Regions from separate parts of the Mus musculus genome. Here region 1 is linked to region 2. A link is a contact called in public HiCAR-type data. All regions are on one chromosome and are shown on one strand. Each heading gives the region's core, a stretch centred on a gene start, on an enhancer-like site or on the middle of the called end of the contact. The rest is flanking DNA. Distances are from core to core; before and after follow the strand shown.

Region 1 (4,062 bases), core at 160-2,659, 600 kb after region 2:
ATACTTAAGAAACTGTTGTTTCCATGAAAGATGATTGTATTTGCTAAATCTGGTCACTGCAGCAGGCTGTATGGTAAGCAAACCTGGGCTTTGCTACACTGTAGACCAGGGCTTGTCCAGACATGATTTAACATACTGGCTTGCAACTTGCAGAAGTCTGTGCTTTTGTTTCTTTGTCTACAAAATTGGAGTTTTCTTTCCATTGCTCTTTTGGTGTTTGACTTCGATACAAATTGCAAAACTGGAAATTCTTATCTTGTAGGACCTATACTTAAAGCTCAGATACAATGAGGCCTCTAGCACAGCCCCAGAGTCTGGCAGGTACCCAGTAGGCAGCTGGCTGTGCTGGCAGCGTGACTGTTTGTGAGCCGATGCAGGAAAAGATAAAGATAAAGACACACTGCTTTTAGAAATGTCGGCAGTTGCATATACAGCTTCTCTTTGCTCTCTTGTTCCCCCTTAGTCACATGCACAAAACACACATGGATGTACACACACACACACACACACACACACATGCACACATGCACACATACACATACACAGAAACATACAGATACAAACACACAGACGTACATGTACACATACATACACACATGCACAGACACATAGACACACATATTTAGACACACACACACACACACACACACACACACACACACACAAGGCCCAGGGCCTCTTCTGGGATTTACAGAGGGCTCCTTGACTAGCCTAACCTGCAGCTATATGACACAGAACAAACATACAAGAACTTTATAGAAACTGGGGGAGGTTTTGAGACTATGAAAGAGAACAGAACAGTGTATTCAGATGGCGTCGGTTCTAAGTAGTCAGGGCAGAGAGGTGCCATGGGTCAGGCTGACCACAGGGAGAACACCAGGGTGTGCCAGAGTCCGCTACCAACGGTGACGCAGGCAAGCTGTCAAGGACTGTTTCAGTGCTAGCCAGGAGTGTTTTCATTTGCTCTGTTTAAGGAGACGGGGTTTCTAAAGGCTTATTTTTATCCTAAACCTCAGAAAGACAAGTTTAGAGATGCCCGAGAAATCTGGCTTCCACCCTTTCTGGAAGGAGTTCTGCCTTCTTTCTTTCTGGAAAGTCCCCCCACTTTGTATTTTTTATACCTTGGGTTGCCAGAGCTGGCTGAAACCAAGTGGTATAAACCCAGCTGCTTACCCAGCTGTTCAGCTCTCCCTTGCAGGAGGTTCTGGGGGGGGGGGGTTGTAATTTTGTAGATGATCTTTTTAACATATAAGTGAGATCCCAAGTCCTTTCTTCTCTGTACAGAACTTCCCTCCCCCATGCTGGACCATAGCTGGCCTCCAGGTGAGGCCCTCTGCTCACTGGCTGATACGGCCACTCCTAGGCACCCCCACTTCTCCTGACACTGTTCTCTAGCCTTGACCACTCCTCCCAGGGAATGAAACTTAAGCCTAACCCTTGAGACTCCTGCAAACAAAACATCCCTATTAGCTTTTGCCCTTGGCAACAGTCCCTTCTCCATTTACAGTAATGCTTTCAAGTAGCCTCTCCAGACCCAAGCCAGATTTGTGTTGCCCACTCCCAACTCCTCCAACCCTCCAACTTCCAGGAATTGAGTTTAGAGCCTTCCACGTGCTAGGCAAGGTAAATGCTACACTGTTTCGAGAAGTCAACAGCCAACTCAGCTGGTTACATGCTGAAGAGCTGAATTTTCCGGTTTAGTTTGCTGATTTCATCCCTAATGACTTCCGTTATTAGGTGTTTCCTGTGCTGACCACTCCATTCTTTGTTTTGTTTTGTTTTTTTCGAGACAGGGTTTCTGTGTGTAGCCCTGGCTGTCCTGGAACTCACTTTGTAATGACCACTCCATTCTTAAGTGATACCTCTGTGCTGTCCAATGGAAAGTACAGGTTTCTTCCAGTACAGGTTTCCTCGGGGCGTTTGTGGAGAAGAAACAGTTATTGCCCTGCCTTTTTCTAGAAAGTTTTGGACCAGAAAAAGCGATCTCTGGAAGATGAAGTAATTATTATTTCCAGGTTCTCCACTCTCATAATTCCAACACTGGTTTAAAGTAGCTTAAGTTCCTGGTACAGTTTCTAGGCATTGGATGAATAGTTTCTGATAGACTGTCAAAAACCGTATACGAGAGATGTATAGGAAGAGACGTTCTTGTAATTCAAGTGTATACCTAGTCTGCTTTCTTCAGCTTACTGCCCCTCTGCCCTCAGCTAGTTTAGGCTTGAGGTCAGGAAATAAGATAAAGCCAGATCTTAGCCAGGCCTGTAATCCCAGGATTTGTGAAACTAAAGCCAGTCTGGGCTGACTCAAGGCTAACCTGTGTAACTCAGTGTTTCAAAATAACAATAATAATAATTAAAACTTTTATTCAGAGCTGGAGATGTAGCTCAGTGGTTGAGTGCTTACCTAGTTTCCCACAGGGCCCTAAATTCAATTCCCAATACCTAATGGGTGAGAAAAAGAGTCACAAAGCTTTTAAATACCTACTTCTAACATGGACAGAGAGTTCCTGCCTGGAGAGGATGAGCCTTGCCAAGCAGACGCTAGAGCAGGACCTCAGAAGCTGGAGGAGCCAAGGAGTCATGTGATTTGTTTCTGCATTTCTATTCCATCAGTCACATCTCAACCCACTGACTTAGCAAGTTATTAGATAGAAACGACGGCTGGACCTCCGTGCCTTAGAGGAGGTGACACAGATACGCCATTTATGCCTGAGCTAGCCAAGTCACTTGTTCACCTTACTTTGACAAGTAGTAAGTCTCTGCAGGTAGCTCTGTCCACTCTAAGCAGCCGCTTCTCTGACTAAAGCTGACCGCAACATCATTTCCTGGGCATAGACATAATTATTTAGAAGGCAGCTGGACACATGTCTGCTAGCTTAAAAGACACCGGGAGTTTTGGCACCAGGGCCTATGCCTTCCAGGCTAGGAGTTTTGGCAGGTTTACAATGCCAAATATGAATTCTGTCTTGTGGAGCAGGCTTCAAATCTAATCAGAAAGTGGTTGGTTATTCCCCTAACAAGCTTGCCACTATTGCGCCAGTAGGTGAAATTTTGCTTGGCCAGTCAGTGACACTCAGGGGTCACATCTGAGTAAGACTGTTGGGTAATTCTTCTTCACTCTGGGCTATTGGCTCTAGCTAGCAGTGAGGGAGCCTCTGGCCCTATTCCACGGTGATTTCTCCATCCTGTGACTGAAGCATATGTTCTCACTTAGTTCTGTTAGGCAACCAAGAGCAGTAGCAGTTGTCTGTATTGTTCTGGAAGCCTCAGAGGTCTCCCCGAACAACAACTCATAGGGAGGTAGCCCAATTCTGACACTGGATTTTCATTTAATAACCTATGGTTTCTGGGAGCATTTTATTCCTATGTTTTTGTTCTTATAAGGAAACTAGTCATATTGGTTCCCGAGTTCATTACCTCATCTAACCTCAGTCACCTCTCTAAAAAAAAAAAAAATCCAGTCTTCAAATATGCTCACATACTGAAGATTTGGAATTAGGACTTAAAAAATATGAATTTGAGATATGGGGATATTAGCCCATGACATAAGTAGGAAGTAGAGGAAGGATTGTGGGAAATAGAAATTGTCTACAGTAGTCATGAAACTCAGTTTGTGTTTGAGCCAGAGGCAGCCATCTCTATAGACATGTCAGGGGTTGACTATGGATGCATGTACAGCTCCTGATGGTGGAGTTACTGGGTGTCAAATGGAAGACCAAACCAAACAAAGCTGGTGTTAACTTGTCTGTCTGATTCTTAGGCTTAATGACAGTGAGACCTGTTAATGTCAGATACAACCATGTTCTCAAGAGATTGCAAGTGATTGCCCAAGAAAGAATTAAAATAAGCAAGCAAGGAGGGCAGACTTTGACAGGCACCTGGCATGTGCTTTTGCTGTGGAGGGTGGACTCCTGATGTGGGCCCCTGAGATGGGTAAAAGCAGGGCGAGAGCCTGGCCACCCTGCCCTCCCTTTGCGCCTGCATGTCTTCAGGTCAGATTCTTGCTGACTCTGCACAGGACAGACATGATCATCCCCGAGGAGTGTCTCTCTGCCCTTCCTAG
Region 2 (4,345 bases), core at 1,774-4,273:
TTGCCTGGTCACTAACAATGTATCTCTCTACTGAAGAGAGGTATGAATCTAGTCATGAAAGGTAAGCATTTGTAACTGATTATATACATTTCATGATACAGAAAACACAGCATCTGATGAACTGGGTGTAGCTCAGTGGTAGGCTGAGCAAGAAACACAAGCCCTGGATTCAATTCACAACATGGTATAAAACCACCACAAAAACCCAGACATTTATATACAAGTACCTCTGTTTGTTAAATCTGACTTTTTACTCACAGCAAATGTCACCCTACAATGTCTAAAACTGAGAGCACCTTCCTCGGATTACATTCTTTTTCTCTGGATGGGAGCAGTGGTTTGTACAGACAGAAGAAAGATTTATGTCTTCCTCAACAACTCTGTTTTTTGGTTTTTTTGGTTTTTTCTTTTTTTCTTTTTCTTTTTTTTTTTTTTTTATATGACTTCTAAAGAACTAAAGGGAACTCCATTCATGAATAAGTCCACTTCATAGTACCTCTTTCTTTTTCCCCATCCCCTTTCGGTCTTTTGTCCAAACCACAGAGCAGATAGAAGGATTGGAGAGGTAGAAAAATGTCAACATTACAGAGGCAGCACAGCCATCTAGGAGCTGGGCTTGGGGACTCTTCTGCATTCACGGGAGTTGTTCTGAGCACACCAATTCCATATTCCAGAGAACAAACTGAAACAGTCTGACCACGCTCTGCAGTCTCCCCAAAGTCTTATCCGACTTCAGAGTCCATTCCTGACCACTCCTACGACTGGGGAACCAGTGTCTTATGTTCAGGTTTTAAGTAATTCCATCTTAATTGCAGTGACGACAGAGAATTTGCATAAAGAAGGGATCTTCTCTGTATCCACATGCCTTCAGAACCTCCCCTCCCCTACTATCTGAACGAAAGGTCCTGCACAAGGAAGGACTCTGTGGTTGTAAGCTCACATATGGCGGGCAGACACGGAGTTGGATATAATTACAGCCACACAGCTAAATCTCAAACTCACATATTGTTCCTATTTAATTGACATAGATGAACTTACTAATTTATTGGAAATGTGCAGCAAATTATTCCGACCACCTCCCCCAGCCCTCAAGAATGCACTGGCGATAGGTGTTACTGGGGGGGGGGGGGGGGGACCACCCCCTACACAGGATAAGTGGGTTCCCAGACACTTGCAGAGGCTTCTAAAACATACATTGTTATTTTAGTTCTTTGAATCTGTGCCCTGAAAAATAAGGCCAAGAGTTAACCTTGATTTCCTTACCATAGTAATAAAGAGGTCAGCCCAGAGACTAAGCAAATCCCCTCAGTAAGGACAGCCTCGCACCAATCAACAAGGGCATAATTTGTGTTTTGAAGAGGAAGCCAAAATTCTTAAGAATGTGTCATTTAACAGAGTTTGAAAGGTCTAAAAAGACCCACACAAACACTTAATGATGACCAGGGAACATTTTCTGATTGTGGGGGGGAAAAGTCTTTCAAAGAACCTCAAACTGCAGCAAAACCATCAAATTGAGGTAATGTTGCAGTGACCCCATGAACTTCCTGCTGGGCTAAGACTCCTCAGGGGGTGCAGAAGGGTGTGTGTGTGTGTGTGTAGAGATGTAAGTGGGGAGAGCCAAGAGACTCAGCATCTGGGGTTTGGCAGCTTTCAACATCTAAGACTTTTCTCTGTATCTGCAAAATGTCAGGCCACCACCTGAAGCTAGCTGCAAAGTTCGAAAGGGAAAATTTAAAAAAAAAAGATGGGGTACTAGCCAGGGAAGGACTCCCCCGGAGTCGCCCCCAGGGCAGACCAGGCAAAAGTGGGCAATGAACGTTGACAAAGAAAACCCGAGAGAAGAGGACTCCGCCTTTCCCACTGGGCTTGGCTCCTTTCAATAAAAAGGAAAGGCGGCCACTGCCGCCACCGCCCCTTCCCTCCTTTTCACCCTAGGCTAGAGAGCAGACCCTAAACTACATCCTCAAAGTCCTACTCGCTCTAGCTGGCTGCCGGAGTTGGAAACCCAGAGCCTACACTCCCAGAGGCACAGCCCGTGGCGCGTACCCCAGCCCAGAGCATCCCCTCTCTGACTTCGGGTGCTGGGACACTTCTCCAGGCACGCACCCTCCCTTCCTCTTCCCGGAGCCCCGTATTCACTACTGCCGCCCCCGGCCTGCCAGCCGCAGAGTATTTCAGGACTTCCACCCACCCCGAAAGGGAGCCCTTTGAAAACTTTGTGTGTGTGTGTGTGTGTGTGTGCCTAGGGCTTTGTCCACATCCTGGGCAGGGCCCGGGTCACCCGGGTGGGCGCCTGAGGGTGTCCGGAATTTCACAATGCACCCGGGGGGGGGGGGAGTAAACCACCACGGAAATCCCACCCCTTTGACCCGCTTCTACGGCCGTGTGACACAGCGCTTCAGCACCCAATTCTCATGCCCGGATCGCCCCCAGGGCGCGAGAGAACCGCGAGGAAACCCTCCTCAGTCAGCGCCTTCCTCCTCTGTCACCAGCTAAGCCTTGTGCGCCGTGAGAGAGAGGTAGCTGGGGAAAGCAGCAGCTCAAGCAATCTCTTCTAAGGGCGCCTCACAGAAGGGTCCTTTTCTTCCCACATCCCCGAAACAGGGGCGCGCCAAAGCGATCTAATGTTGCATCAGGTAGGCTCTGAGCCTGCGGGCTCCCCAAGCTCCCCTCCGCCCCAGACGCGCGCCCAAATTCATGCACACACCCACAGCCCCCAACAGCCACCACCCAGAGCCCCCCTCCTGATCCCCGCAAGTCTCCACCCGCACGCGCCCCGAAGCGGAGACCACCCGGCGCCCCGGGATCAGCACGCTAGAGAAGTGAGGCCCCAGTACTCACACTCGGTCTCCCCACCGCCACGGCCATCGCGACTGTGGCTCTGGCTGCTCTTTACCGACACTGGCTGCTGCTGGTGCTCCGGCTCCCGCTGGCCTCCCCCGCGCCTCCCTCGCGGCTGCGCCCTGCTCGCGCCCGGCTCCCGCGCGCCTCCAGCCGCATCTGCTCGCCCGCGCCGCCCCGCCCGCTTTATTCCAGCAACATGGCCTCCCGCCTGGACTCGACCATTAGCTGCCCCGGGACGGGGGTGCAGAGAGATCCCCAGCCCCAGCCGAGCAGACGAACGCAGCAGGTGAACCGTGATCCTGGTCAGCTGATAAGATGATACGCTTTGAAGTCAGCCACCTTCCTTCCTGTGGCTTTCTTCCGTCCCATTAAAGCGTCCTGTGCCGGGACACTGCCCGACACTCCCCCTGTTGCAACACGTGCTGGGGTCCGCGTAAAAGCCTAGGCGCGGAGGTCCCAACCCCGAGCTGCCACGCGCTGCGCGGAGCCGGCACCTGGGGCTGCTATGGGGTGGGGCAGGGAGGCTAGGGGACCGCAGGGTGCAGAGGTTGTACCTCTGGAAAATTGACCTGGTGACACGCCCCACCCGGAGGAGCCCTCTTAGAAGGTGCGGTGGGTAACTTACTAGGGCCGAGCGCGCCCCACGAGGAAAGAATTGCCGGTCTGCTGGGCCTTCCATCAGAAAGGAGACTAAACCAGCTGCTGGAAGCCGTCGCTGTGGTGTGCGGCCGGGCTGGGGACCGCTTTTCCAGAAAAAGAGGACCTAGTCGTGAACGACCCAACCACCGCTGCTGGGGACAGGGAAATTAATTAATTAATTAAAAAAACTTGAGTGCTCGCTGGAAAAATTAAGCCGTTTGTGAGCTTGCTCCAGAGCTTTTCCCACCGTGTCACACTGGAGAGGTTACTGGTGCGAAGAGGTCAGTGGACGTGATATTGGATCCCGGAGACAGACCGGATGACCCAGGGCCCGGAGGCGTGCAAGCTCAATCCTGGCTGCGGGGTGTGGTGCACAGCGAAGGCGAGAAGCGGGTGACAAGTGGGTGCGACTCACAGCACAGGGAACTGGGAGGGCTCCTCCACCACTAAGAAGGACTTCCCCCCACCCCCACCCCCAGCAGATGTTGGAATAATTACAGTGTCTGAGTGGCAGGCGAAATGGCGGGGTCCTTGTACATACATCTGACATAGGCTTAACAGGGAGAAGTGTAATGCGCTGTGGGTGTCCACGCATGGTAGACCCACGATCACGTGAGGATAGCTACTCACGTGAGTTGAGGAAAGTAGGTGACTTGAAGCGCAGGGGAAGAGGCAAGGGAAGGGCTGTATTTAGCCCACATGAACGCGCCCACGGGGCAGGGGCGTGGGGGGAGAACTAGGGCGGGCATCTGAGAGTCATACCTGAGACTTCAAACATCCAAGTTTCTGGGAACCCACTTTTGGCTACGGGATTCAGATGCTCTCTGTCCAGTCTTTGGCTGAGGGTAAGTGACTAGCACTG

What was found. HiCAR-type assays count read pairs that join an accessible place to other places.
Region 1: a HiCAR-type map of astrocytes shows a contact between it and region 2, with 2.5 times the contacts expected there. The contact joins the enhancer-like site here to the promoter of Septin11 in region 2. A contact is called at or near these places in 1 of 39 promoter capture datasets (cranial neural crest), 1 of 484 Hi-C or Micro-C datasets (muscle stem cells) and 4 of 115 datasets of contacts at active chromatin or transcription factors (astrocytes, bone marrow-derived macrophages, embryonic forebrain and 1 more).

Annotation. Positions count from the first base shown.
Region 1 is chr5:92,485,993-92,490,054 of GRCm38.p6, reverse strand. All of the region lies in intron 1 of Scarb2 (scavenger receptor class B, member 2), which reads left to right. Among named protein-coding and RNA genes, the nearest start is that of Scarb2, 18 kb to the left of the region's middle. Within about 2 kb of position 1,409, at least 126 of the 459 cell types and tissues checked have an H3K27ac peak or open chromatin away from gene starts, as enhancers often do. A contact at or near this core is called in astrocytes, muscle stem cells and stem cell-derived neural progenitor cells, where this site is marked.
Region 2 is chr5:93,092,094-93,096,438 of GRCm38.p6, reverse strand. Septin11 (septin 11) reads right to left here and starts at 3,023. Exons shown (of 10, transcript NM_001009818.2): 1 at 2,842-3,023. The coding sequence starts at 2,868.